Regions from separate parts of the Sus scrofa genome. Here region 1 is linked to region 2. The links are chromatin contacts, called in public Hi-C maps. All regions are on one chromosome and are shown on one strand. Each heading gives the region's core, a stretch centred on a gene start, on an enhancer-like site or on the middle of the called end of the contact. The rest is flanking DNA. Distances are from core to core; before and after follow the strand shown. Region 1 overlaps SCN8A (sodium channel protein type 8 subunit alpha). Region 2 holds the start of ANKRD33 (ankyrin repeat domain-containing protein 33).

The links. A called contact is a pair of places that touch in the nucleus more often than the background predicts.
Region 1: a Hi-C map of liver shows a contact between it and region 2, with 3 times the contacts expected there. The contact joins the enhancer-like site here to the promoter of ANKRD33 in region 2. A contact is called at or near these places in 5 of 47 Hi-C or Micro-C datasets (fetal skeletal muscle, liver, omental adipose tissue and 2 more) and 1 of 2 datasets of contacts at active chromatin or transcription factors (skeletal muscle).

The regions. Positions count from the first base shown.
Region 1 is chr5:17,128,136-17,135,046 of Sscrofa11.1, forward strand. It overlaps SCN8A (sodium channel protein type 8 subunit alpha), which reads left to right. Exons shown (of 27, transcript XM_021091665.1): 15 at 4,647-4,820; 16 at 6,707-6,911. Among named protein-coding and RNA genes, the nearest start is that of FIGNL2, 78 kb to the right of the region's middle. Within about 2 kb of position 3,231, at least 6 of the 83 cell types and tissues checked have an H3K27ac peak or open chromatin away from gene starts, as enhancers often do. A contact at or near this core is called in fetal skeletal muscle and liver, where this site is marked.
Region 2 is chr5:17,244,026-17,250,434 of Sscrofa11.1, forward strand. ANKRD33 (ankyrin repeat domain-containing protein 33) reads left to right here and starts at 3,315. Exons shown (of 5, transcript XM_021091670.1): 1 at 3,315-3,884; 2 at 4,215-4,759; 3 at 4,933-5,073; 4 at 6,192-6,409. The coding sequence starts at 4,261.

The sequences.
Region 1 (6,911 bases), core at 1,981-4,480, 120 kb before region 2:
ATCGCATCTGCCAGGTGGCACGATTTCCTTCCGTCCCATTTCTGCCGCTGATCACTTGATGACTTGATTAAGGAGAGGTCTGCCAGGCTTCTTTCCTGTAAAGTTATTCTTTTCCTGTTTATAATTAATAAGCATTCGTGAGGAAGACACTTTGAAACGATCTCAATTTCTTATTTTTCGTTAAATGTGATTGATTCTTTTATTTACTAATGTCAGTGTGGACTCGTGGTTTTCGGTTTTAGTCAGTGGGTTTTAATCCGTCCCCATCATGTACTTGGGTGTTTAAACGGTTCCCGATCTGGCCAGTGGGAGTCCCTTCAAGGTGGCTTCTGTGTCCTTTCAGCATCTCCTCCTTGCTTCTTTGTTTTTGCAGATATATTCCAGGCTGACTTTATATCTTTCCAGTCTCAGGCCTGGAATCAGCCGTTTCTCACGCAGCCCTTGTTTTAGTGGAAGCCGACATTTAGAAATCCAGGTCTGCCAGAGCGCGATGCCTCTCGGCACAGGGGCACTACATGGTTCTTTCTGGTTTCCCCTTTCTGTGTTTGTAACTCCTTCACCAACAGAAAGAAACCTGGTCGCCACTGTCTTTAGTAGGCGACCTTTGATCGTTTTTTTTAAAAAGCCACCATTACCTCTTCCAACGTTGGGTGTCCTCTCCCCGGGGCAGGCTCTGAACCCCATGCTGGGCCTCCGGCATCCACACAGCATCCTTCATGTCGACCCCTCCTCACACGTCTCAGGCCGACACCCAGGCCGGGCCACCCCACACCCCCTCGTTTTCCATACCCCACTCGAACTCCTTGAACGCCTCTCAGTATACCCCTCCCCACCCTACACCAGGGTTCCCCCACCATAGAAGCTCTCTGCATCCTGCTTGGACTCAGACACCCCACGCCGGGCCTCCCCCCTTGCCCTGCTCAGGCTCTGACTCTCTGCTCCCTGCTGCCCGCCTGCAGGGACCCGCCCCTCCCCACCTCCCCCCACTCAGGCCGTCCTTCCACCCGGAAGCTCTCCTCGCCTGGCTCTGTAGCTAACTCCTGATGCCAGGCCACGTGCCCCTCACCCTGCTTGGCTCTGACACGCCTCCCTGGGCCAGCTGTCTGTGTGGACACTTTCTTGAGCCCTCTCAGGCTTTGACACCCCACATCAAGCCGTCCTCCCCCTGAGGATGCCCTCTCCACCTGGTTAAGCTCTAACCCTCTCTGCCCAGTCTCCTACCCGCTCCAGCGTGGGCACTCTCCAGCCGTCCTCAGGCCTTCGCACCCTGTGCTGGGCAGCCATCCCACGCAGACACTGGACTGGCCCCCAGTGGGCACCCTCCATGGCCTACATAGGCTCTGACAGCCCACCCTAGGCAGCCCTCCTTCTCAGCTGCCCCAGGCCCCCCACCATGTAGATAAGAGCTTTAGGACTAAATCTCTTGAGAGGAGGGGGTCTGGAAGGAAGGGTGAAAGCTTAACCTGACATGTAAGTTTAATTTCCGAGAATCTAAGCCAAAAAAGAAAAACAGGAAGTTGTTTTTCCTCCTTTACCAAATACACATGAATGTTATGTGGTAAAGTAACTACAGTTTAACTAGATTTTCAACCAAAAGGAATTCTTTCCAGATTTTAATTTTTCTTTGATCTGTGTCCCTGTAGCCCCTTATACATACGCTTTTTAGAAACCTACTTCCTGATATTTTAGTCTTTGTGCCTGGATCTTTCATTTGGATAAGCAGCCATTCTAGTCTGCACAGATCTGACGGGGCTCCTGGGACATAGAACTTTCCCTTAAAAGTGGGGCAGTTCTGAGCAAGCCAGTACAAGTGGATCACCTTGTCCACCCAGGATGGAGGACTTTGAGCACTAAAACCAGACGAATCTCAGTATTACAACCACTTGGGTCACCCGACCTCAGGGTGACCGAGTTCCCAAGGATCTGCTATTTTTCATGGTCACATGTTGGTTTTTCCCTGTCTCCACTGCAGTACACACAGGGCTTTTGTCAAATTGAATTTCATCCTCTTTGGAAGGACTACAGAGCAGGAGCTCCTCGGCCTCCTGGGAGGAGACAGGGGCAAACAAATCCGAAAGGCTCCCAGAGGAGCCTGATTTGTCTGCAGACGCAGTTGTGGCAGAGGACAGAGGAGGTGTGCTGCTTCCCCCTACCCTTCCCAGGCCCCAGGCTGACCCCCAGTCTCAGGGCACCGGAGACCTTGCCTGCTGCCCTGGCATTATGTTCTCAGGCCGGTGCCAGGGGCTTGTCCAAACTAGAAACATATGCTGCCTGTGAATTCAGAGCATTTGATTGGAACAGACTTCTCCATCTTTTTTTGGTTTTAGGGCCCTGTTATTCTCTTAAAAAGAGCTAAAGCGCTTTCATTTATGTGAGTTATCTTTTCATATTTACCATATTTGAAATTAAAACCAACAAAAATCTTAAATACTTATTTTTAAATCACAATCATATATCCATTACACAGTTATGTAAATAACATTTTATGGGGGAAAATATTTTCTGAAGGAAAAAAATGGATTGTTTGGCATTTTTGCAAATCTCTGTCATGTCTAGTGTTTTGTGTGTTTGAGTTTTTGGTTGTGTTTTGTTTCGGCCATGCCTGCGGCATACAGAAGTTCCCAAGCCAGGGGTCAAACCCACGCCACACCAGTTACCCAAGCCACAGCAGTGGCAATGCCAGACCCTTAACTGCTAGGCTACCAGGGAACTCTTCGTGTCTGGTTTAGTAGAAGATACCTAGATTTATCTGCTTCTGTACTTAATCCATCGCTATATATTATTTTGCTTAAAGTGAAAGATGAAAACCTGGCCTCACACAGATATGTAGTTGGAAAGAGAAGAAGACTTCATACCCCATGAGGGTCTTAGGGACCCAAGGATCCCCCAGTACACTTTGAGAGCTGCGGTACTAGAACATAAATTCTCAGGTGAATACTTGATGACATTCACAAGAGTGACATTTATATACAGTTATTGATGTGCTGCTTGTAATTCCTTTTTCTCCTCCTCAAGAAGCATATCACGGTGCAAATAAAAATAACATCAAAGGGAGAACCTTAAATCTAGTCTCCTCTGTTTTTAAAAAAGTAATTCTTTCATGCAACCAATAGTTACAGATTTATTTTCTCCCAAGCCCCAAACGAGGGCAGCCCACTGTGTGTGTTGAAACAACACAGTTGCTGGTGTCAGTCTCAGGCCTTCCTACCAGGCAGCCAGAGGCCAGTCCACCCTTTGAAAGGCCACACCACGTGACCGTGTCATTGATCTTCTCTCAGGAGCCAGAGTTCCCACAGTATAGGTATTCTCAGGTCATTCAGCTCGTGCCTGTTACTAAGCACTTCTGTGTGTTCGCCAGGAACCAAGGGGACAGCACATTCAGTCTCTGCTTAGTGTGTATAAAGCGGGTTCATGTTGCTCCGTAAAGAAACCTTTGATGGGCTCACGCTGAGGGTAAACTGTGTGTCGGGAGCTGATGAGCTGCCCCTACTTTCCTGACTCACTGCGAGTGATATCCCTTCTGTAGAAGCTTAACTTGCACTATGAACTTTGATTTAGCTTAACAGAAAAGGACATTAAACAGTAGCATTAAAATAATAAGCGTTTGTAAGGTGGTGAGACTATGAATGGATCTCCTGTAGTTTGCACATGTTTAGCTGTGTCCCATTGCTTTTACCACTGAAAATAAGAAACCCTGGAGTTCCCGTCGTGGCTCAGCGGTTAGTGAACCCAACTAGCGTCTGTGAAGATGCGGGTTTGATCCCTGGCCTTGCCCATTGGGTTAAGGATCCAGCTTTGCTGTGAGCTGTGGTGTAGGTCAGTAGCTGCAGTTCTTATTGGACCCCTAGCCTGGGAACCTCCACATCCTGCGTGTACGGCCCTAAAAAGACAAAAAAGAAAGAAAGAAAGAAACCCTGCAGCAGATTATGTCTGTGTTTGAGAAGACGCATAATGTCAAGTCAGGACTAATTCTCATATAGTTATAACACAGAGAGTGCAATTTTTTTTTTTTTGTCTTTTGTTGTTGTTGTTGTTGTTGCTATTTCTTGGGCCGCTCCCGCGGCATATGGAGGTTCCCAGGCTAGGGGTCCAATCGGAGCTGTAGCCACCGGCCTACGCCAGAGCCACAGCAACGCGGGATCCGAGCTGCGTCTGCAACCTACACCACAGCTCACGGCAACGCCGGATCGTTAACCCACTGAGCAAGGGCAGGGACCGAACCCGCAACCTCATGGTTCCTAGTCGGATTCGTTAACCACTGCGCCACGACGGGAACTCCGCAATTTTTTTAACAACATCCCAAACATACCCACTCAGATGCTGGCCGACCCTTGAGGAGTCAGTCACTTGTGTGATATTCCCCGTTGCTTAGAATCATGTTTAAACTGCAGTCTTGAACGACGTGCATTGAGGAGTTCTGGCAACAAAGATGGGGGCGCCGGGCTGAGTACTTGATTCAGGGGAAGTAAGAAGACTTTCCCGCATCGTGCGGCGTGGTCAGGGGACATCTGAGTGTTGCTGTCCTCAGATGGAGGATTTAGTCAAGGCTGGCTCTTGCGGCTTCTTGGATGTGTCGTAATCAAAGTTAAATGATAAAGGCGTTTTCTTTCTTGTGCTTTTTCTTACGCCTGCCTTCTGCTCTTTAGGTTTTCACTGGAATTTTCACAGCGGAAATGTTCCTGAAGCTCATAGCCATGGATCCCTACTATTATTTCCAAGAAGGTTGGAACATTTTTGACGGATTTATTGTCTCCCTCAGTTTAATGGAACTGAGTCTAGCAGACGTGGAGGGGCTTTCAGTGCTGCGATCTTTCCGATTGGTATTCCATATTTCTCCCATTTCTTTTTACATTTCCTGTCTTGCAGCTGCTAGAAAGAGTTTTGCATAAGTTAATCTCGTGATTTTTTTTTTTTAAGTCCTTAGCTATATTCTACTCTCAACTTCCGTTGGCTGCTTATTGGCTTAGCTACTGAAATCTTGAAAACTTTTCTGCTAACTGCCTAATGTAGAGAGTCGTTTTTAAAATCAGTCAACAAACTGGAGTCAGTTTTAGGATGTTCCTCGGAAGATAGTGGTTCATCTAAAAGATGAGGAAGAAGGATTCCCAGGGGCTCTTCTGAGGTCTGCTTGGGATTTGCTGGTGAGCCTATTTCTGCATCGGAGCATTGCCCTGAAATGGCAAGAATTTCTCCGTTTTTAAAAATGGCTCTCCTCATTTCTTCTATCCTTCCAGAAAACAAGAATAAAATAATGTTTTAAAAAATTGTATTGACATTAGTTGTTGGACATTGGTCATAAGTTGAGGATGATTTTTTAATGTATTTAATGTAATTTAATACTACAATGACTCTGAAAGGATAATGACATCCTCAAGTAGCTTCCCGTAAGCATCGATATAAGCGATGTCCTGATTCAGTCCCTTGAGAAGCTGAGTTACCTGGAGGATATCCCACTCAGAGCCTCAGAAATGGCTTCGGTTTTTCTCCTTATCGGGAAGGTATCTAAGCATCTCGACTGAAAGGATTTAAGGTTTTTTAATCAGGATATTCAAAATATCTAAGAAAGAGAATTGGATCAGAGGGAAACAATTTGTAAACCAGAGACTTCATTCAATCCAAGTCACAAATAACATCTGCCAAGTTTCTGGAACCTCTGCTTACTAGTCATTGGTTAGGATCCAGCCCGCAGTAGACTTTTTGAGAATAGTTCTTATTACCTAGAAGATGAAGAATTAAGAGAATGAAGCCTTAGCACTAATATTCTTAATAAATTAAAAGCCACTCAGAAACGGAAAACATACAAAGAACCCAGATTATACACAGAGCAACAACACCTAGGAAACTGTGAACTCTCAGATAAGACTCAAGTTTTCAATAGGAAAAAAAAGTCCGAATCCTTCTACCAGGATTCCTATTACATCATGTGTTAGTTGTTAACTTAAGGCATATGATGATGGCCTCTAGTCATGGGTTCATGCATTATAATTCTCAGTCTATTAGCCAAGACCTTGTAAGCATTCATTGCAGAATACAGAAAGTTCGTGATTGACAGATACCAGAAGTTCTGTCCTCTGAATTAACATCAGCATAGTCCCTTTTCATAAGATGTATAGTCTCTTTTCAAAAGATGGCTCCACTTGGGAGTTTTGTTTTTCCTTGAAGTTATTCCAAGCATATCACAGAGTTCCCTGTCAGCCATTGATTATTTATTGGCAAACGAAAGGAAAGCTAGGTAGAATGTTTAAATGCTTGCTTTTTTAAGGAGACAGATGACTTATTTTCACTATCCTTACCAGACTGATCTTTTGCAGATCACGTTTTCCCTGATACGTCTCTTGAGAAGTCAAGAGAAAATTAATGGGAAAGGATATGTTCATGTATTGCTTGTTTTTTGGTTTTGGTTTTTGTTTTTGTTTTTCTTAATAGATTGACCCAGAGACTAATACAGGGGGCTAGAGGCAGTATTCTTGGTTCTTAGTTCTAAATCTCTCACTTACTGTACAGTTATTCAGTTTCCCTCTCTATGCCTCAGTTGCTCCCATTTTAGTCTAAAACACTGTTAGAAGGTTCTGGGAATTTCCCAAGGGTGCTCAATAAATTTAAGCTGATCTTAACTAATTTTATACGTTATTATTACAGCCGTGTGGTAAGAATAAATGGACTGACTACCATTTGGGTTTTATTTGTTTGTTTGTTTTTTCCTTAGCTTCGAGTCTTCAAATTGGCCAAATCCTGGCCCACCCTGAACATGCTGATCAAGATTATTGGAAATTCAGTGGGTGCCCTGGGCAACCTGACCCTGGTGCTGGCCATTATTGTTTTCATCTTTGCCGTGGTGGGGATGCAGCTCTTTGGAAAGAGCTACAAAGAGTGTGTCTGCAAGATCAACCAGGACTGTGAACTCCCTCGCT
Region 2 (6,409 bases), core at 2,065-4,564:
GAGGTTGCGGGTTCGATCCCTGGCCTCGCTCAGTGGGTTAAGGATCCAGCATTGCCGTGAGCTGTGGTCTAGTTCGCAGACGTTGGTCGGATCCCGCGTTGCTGTGGCTCTGGCGTAGGCCGGCGGCTACAGCTCCGATTCGATCCCAATCCCGGGAACCTCCATATGCCATGGGAGCGGCCCTAGAAAAGACAAAAAGAAAAAAGAAAAAAAAAAAAAAAAAAAAAAGAAAAAAAAAAAGGACAGCAGTCCTGTCAGATCAGGATCCTGCCCTATGACCTCATTTAATAATAAGTACCTCTCTATCTCCAAGTACAGTCACATCAGGGGTTAACGTTTCAACATATGAATTTTTATTTATTTATTTTATATTTTATTTTATTTTCACCTTTTTAGGGCAGTACCTGTGTCATATAGAAGTTCCCAGGATAGGGTCGAATCAGAGCTGTAGCTGCCGGCCTACATCACAGCCATAGCCATGCCAGATCCAAGCTGCATCTGCGACCTACACCACAGCTCATGGCAACGCCGGATCCTTAACCCACTGAGCAAGGCCAGGGATCGAACCTGGTCCTCACGGGTGCTAGTTGGGTACTTTCCACTGAGCCATAACAGGAATTCCAACGTATGAATTTGAGGGGGGCACAATTAAGTTCATAACAGATCTCTTTCTCATACCATATAGAAAAGTAATTTCCAGATGGATTAAAGACTAAATATTAAAAATAAGGAGTTCCCTGGAGTTCCTGTTTGGCACAGTGGTTAACAAATCCGACTAGGAACCATGAGATTGCGTTGCCGTGAGCTGTGGTGTAGGTCGCAGACGCGGCTCGGATCCTGCGTTGCTGTGGCTCTGGCGTAGGCTGGTGGCTACAGCTCCAATTGGACCCCTAGCCTGGGAACCTCCATATGCCATGGGAGTGGTCCTAGAAAAGGCAAAAAAAGACAAGGGTTTATTATCTAGAATATTAACAGAAATTCCTGAAAACTCAATAAAAAAGACAGGATAGGGAGTTCCCCTGTGATGCAGTAGGTTAAAGCTCCAGAGTTGTTACTGCAGCAGCTCCAGCCACTGTTGTGATGTGGGTTCGATCCTTGGCTCAGGAAATTCCATATGTCACAAGTATGGCAAAAAAATAAATAAAATAAAGCATGGAGTTCCCACTGTGGTGCAACAGGATTGGTGGTGTTTCTGCAGCGCCAGGACATGGGTTTGATCCCCAGCCCAGCACAGTGGATTAAAGGATCTGGCATTGCCACAGCTGCAGCATAGGTCTGATCCCAGGCCTGGGAACTCCATATGCCTCAGGGAGGCCGAAAAAGAAAAAAAAAATCCTTTTATAGTTCTGTACCATCAGACTGATAAAAACTAGAAGGCTGAATAAGTTCAAGTGTTGGCAAGGATTTGAGATACTTTTACGCACTCTTGGTGGGTCACTAAAATAGGGAGCAATCTGGGAGCAGGTGGCCAATAAAAATGTATGTACCCTATGCCCTATGACCCAGCAGACTCTGAGATGCTCTCTTTTGGGTCCACAGCTAGATATATACAAGGATGGTCCCTGCAGTATTTGTAGTGGCATGAAGTTGGAGGCAGCATAGGGGTCCACCTTTGGAAGAGCAGATAAGTCAGATGTGATGGATGCACACTATGGCATCCTATGCAGCAGGAATAAGAGGGAAGAAAGAAAGGTTAAAAGGGACACACCATACCTTTTATCAAGAGAGCAAAGATTTTCCAAGGAGCCTCCCCCATCAGACTGCTGCTTGCATTTCATTGGCCAAAACTGTGTTAACTGGTCACACCTGACCAAAAGGTGACCAGAGAGAAGAGGGTTATGGATAGGGAGTGTATCATTTAATCAGAGATGTCTGACCCATCATCTCGTAGATTTCTTCCAACTGCTGCATAGAGTCCACAGTGTCCCTTCACCACATTTTACTGTGATGGCTAGAGGTACAGCAGCTATATTGTGACCATGAGGAAAAGCCAAGAGACTCCCAGAGAAGGCCCTGACATCATCGAGTTACTCAGTCAACACCAACAGCTTCTTATCTTTGAACTTTTTATCTTGTATGAAGAATAAACCTCTACTTGTTTAAGCCACACATGTCAGTTAGGGTTTAATTACTGGTAACAGAAATAAATCTGGCTAGTTTAAATAAAGAAGCAGGCTCTAGGTCTGGGAACAACTCCCAGCTTTGAGAGGCACATGACCTCTGCCTGTGATCCAGAAAACAAGTCACTACTACAGGAAGCTGACGAATCAGGAAACTGCTCACTAGACCCCCCCAACCGTATCTGTCACAATTTGTGACAGCAAAACGGATGTCCCATGCTACTTAGCTCTATTCCAAATTTGTGTCTTACACAAAAGCAGAACTTAAATCACAGATTCCTAGCTCACAAGAATCTGGGAAGTGTCATTATACCTTTCCAGCTTTTACAGTTTTGGAAGCAGGTTGAGCAGCCAGCCTATGGCAGCAACCACACCCCTGAGGTCAGTTTTTGGTTACAACACCTGACTGATACACTGCATAAAAAGCAGCAAGGACCAACCCCCAAAACAGCACTGAGTGAAAAGAACGAACACAATAAGCTCTGTAGCACAATCTAAGGTGTGAGTTAAAATAAAACAAACCACCACTACTTTTTTCAATGAAATGTATGTTGTCACGAATATATGTGTCATCGAGTTCCCATTGTGGATCAGTGGAAATCATGACTAGGAACCATGAGGACGCATGTTCCATCCCTGGCCTCGCTCAGTGGGTTAAGGATCCGGTGTTGCCATGAGCTGTGGTGTAGGTTGCAGACGCAGCTCCGATCCCATGTTGCTGTGGCTCTGGTGTAGGCCGGCGGCTACAGCTCCGATTACACCCCTAGCCTGGGAACCTCCATATGCCACTGGAGCGGTCCTAGAAATGGCAAAAAGACAAAAAAAAAAAAAAAAAAAAAGGTAATTTAACTTAAAGAATAATTTAATAATAATTTTATTAATTTAATAAATAATGGGAGTTCCTGTCATGGCTCAGTGGTTAACTAATCCGACCAGGAACCATGAGGTTGCAGGTTTGATCCCTGGCCTTGCTCAGTGGGTTAACGATCTGGCGTTGCCGTGAGCTGTGGTGTGGGCCAGCAGCTACAGCTCTGATTAGACCCCTAGCCTGGGAACCTCCATATGCCGCAGGTGCGGCCCTAGAAAAGACAAAAAAATAAAATAAAACCTTCCATTAAAATAAATAAATAAATAAATAAATAATGAAAACCATAGTTTGATTTGAATAATCAAAATAATTCATTTACATGTGAATATAATTTAAATATTTTATATTTAATGTACCACATCAAACTAATCCATTAAACTGAATATATCATAATTTCTGTACCCTAATTAAGCAATTCTTTATGCTTTAATTTCCCCAGAATCTAAAAAAATAGATCCAGGTGACCCCTGGGGCCCCTATGCCCGTCCCAGTCACCCTCTTTAGAGAGGTGTGTGACTTACAGCCTCTCCCACCCCTACCCCCCCTGCCAAGCCCGGCTCCACTCTTCAAAGCGTGGGTTTGGAGCTGGTCTCCGAAGGGGGCCGAAGGTGTGAGTTTGCAGGAGAGGCGGATCTTACTCTCAGAGCCCCCTCCTCGGGGGAGGAGCCACTCGGACTCGGGCCCCGCCCACTCTAGGCAGGCTCGTGGGGCGGGGCTCTGTCGGCTTGGGGAGGGGAGAGCACCTGCCCCGCCCTGCACCTCATCCCTAACTAACCCGGCTTGATCCAGCTCAGCCCCGAGGTGTTTGAGGCAGCTCTTTCCGTTAAGTCGAGCCATCTGTTACCTGCGTTGCTTCCTGGGGGGGAGAGTCCACCTTGAGGCGCTCCAGAGACCCGGTGAGTGCTCTCAGGAGTCTGGGGCTTACTGTGAGTCCCAGCAATGGCTACCTCCTAGGGAGCCTCCAAACCCCAGGTAAGGTCCCCTGGGAAAAAGGGAACTGCCGCTCTCCCTGAATCTCACCAGGATCCTCACTTATAGTGACTTCTACCCTCTTAGGGCTCCTGCCACTCTGCTTCCCTGCCACCGGCATGTCCTTTCTCCAGGGTGAATGGGATGGGACACTCCAGTAGGAAAGGACTCTTCCTTGGGCCATTGGGGTGAGTCACAGATGCTGAGACATGTCCCAGGATTCAGAGGGACACCATTCCCCTCATTCTGTGTTATAGATGCCAGCTGCATTGAAGGGGGGAAACCCGCCTTCTTGCCCCCAGCATGGAAGAGGAGGAGCTGCCATTGCCGAGGGGAGGGCTGGACGTGTCTGATGCCTCTATCCCAGGCTGCACGCTGGGGGCCCTGTACTGGGCCTGTGTCCGAAATGACTCTGCCCAGCTCCAAGCCATCCTGGATGATGGGGTCTCCCCAGAGGAGGCCACCCAGGTGGACGGCAATGGGAGGGTGAGTCACCCCACTCGTCCTGGGAATTTCAGGATGGCATCCACTGCCTGGGTCCTCAGGAGGAAGGGAGAGAGTGGGTCTTCACAGGAACTGGGACATCCCTGGGTCAGATGTGGATTTAAAGGGCCCAGGGCCCCCAAGAAGCTCCAGGAGGGAAGCACGGGGGCTGAGCTGCCCCTCCCCCAGACAGGCCTCATGGTCGCATGCTACCATGGCTTCCGGAGTGTCGTGGCTCTGCTCAGCCGCTGTCCTTTCCTGGATGTGAACCAGCAGGACAAAGAGGGGGACACAGCCCTCATGCTGGCTGCCCAAGCAGGTAAGAGGCTGCTGACCCCACCCTCTACCCGCCAGACCAAGGCCACAGCCCACACTCTTTGCACCAATGTTCTCTCACTCTGACACTGCCACTGCCGTGTTGGGTGGAGAGTGGATCTGGGGCTTTGTCATTCCTTTCCTGGGTAGCCAAGCTCTGCCCTTGGTGCCCTGCAGGCCACGTGCCTCTGGTGAGTTTCCTGATCAACTACTACGCGGGCCTTGACCTGGAGCGCCGGGACCAGCGGGGGCTGACAGCGCTGATGAAGGCTGCCATGCGGGACCGTTCGGAATGCGTGGCTGCCCTCCTCATGGCAGGTGCATGGGGACCAGGATGTTGTGTGGCCTCCAGTTCCTCCCCCACACCTCCCCACCAGGCACTAAGTCAGCTGTCATAGTTGCAGAGAGGAGAGAGGTGGATGGAGGATCAATCTAGGCTGACTTCCTGGAGGAGGAGAGTGTGCTGGAGCTTCTCACCAGCAACAAAGTCCAGCTCCTGATAGCTCTGTTTAAGTGGTGAATGGCAGTCCCAGAAAAGAAAACTTGGGAGGATAACCTAGACTGGCTGGAGAACCTAATACAAAAAAAAAAAAAAAGATTGTTATCTGGAACCAGACTCTTTGGTGCCCATCCTGGCTCTGCTGCCCGCTGAGTGACCCTGGGCAGGTGGCTTTCCTCTCTGGGCCTCACCAGTGTAATGAGGTCAATGGCCTTCTCTGGGCTGATCTCCAGCTCTGACAAACCAGGGTTCCAGGAATGCAGGGATGTGTGATTGAGACATGTGACTGTGACAGCGTTGTTCTGGGGTGAAGTCCACACTGTGGAGTCTCCAGGCCGTGCTACTCTCTGAGCTGGGGGTTCCCTCTGTGGGTCACCCTGGGGGACCCCAGCCTCCGGCTTTGCCCTTTCCCATCCTATTCGGTTGGGTTTGAGGTGAGAAGGGAGGAAGCTCTACATCCCCTCCTTTGTGGAAGAGTAACTGCTACTCCCCACCCCCAGGACTGGGGGGTGTAGTGATGAAAGGAAGAGTCAGAAGAGGGAACCAGCAGGACTCCCTCCCTCCACCTGCCCCAGAGGGTGCAGCTCGGACCTCCCCCCATCCTGAGCAACCCCCACACACCTTCTGGTCAGCGCCTTGGTTCAGGAGGTCTCTAGTCTGCCCCATGTTTGGAGACCTGGAGTAAGTATCCCTGGTCGGTCCCCCTCACTGGACTCCTTTCGCCAATCAAACCGGAAGTTGGGATCCTAAACCGGAAGTTGGGGTCTGGGGCTGGTACTGTCCGTCGGTGCTACTGCAGCCCCTGAGGGCCTGATTCCAGCTGCAGCAGGGTGGGCCTCTGGTTTTGCATCTAACTCAAATCAGTCCTGCTCCTAAAAGCATCTGTCCTTCTGCAAGGCACCGATCCCACCCCATGTCACCCCTGTGCCCTCCCCAGGTGCTGACCTGACTGCAGTGGATCCTGTCCGAGGCAAGACGGCCCTGGAGTGGGCATTTCTGACCGACAGCTTCGACACAGTACAGAGGATCCGGCAGTTGCTGCGACGGCCCCAAGTGGAACAGCTGAGCCAGCATTACCAACCCGAGTGGCCAGCTTTGCCCGGGCTTGTGGCCCAGGCCCAGGCTCAGGCCACCCCATCTCTCCTAGAACGACTC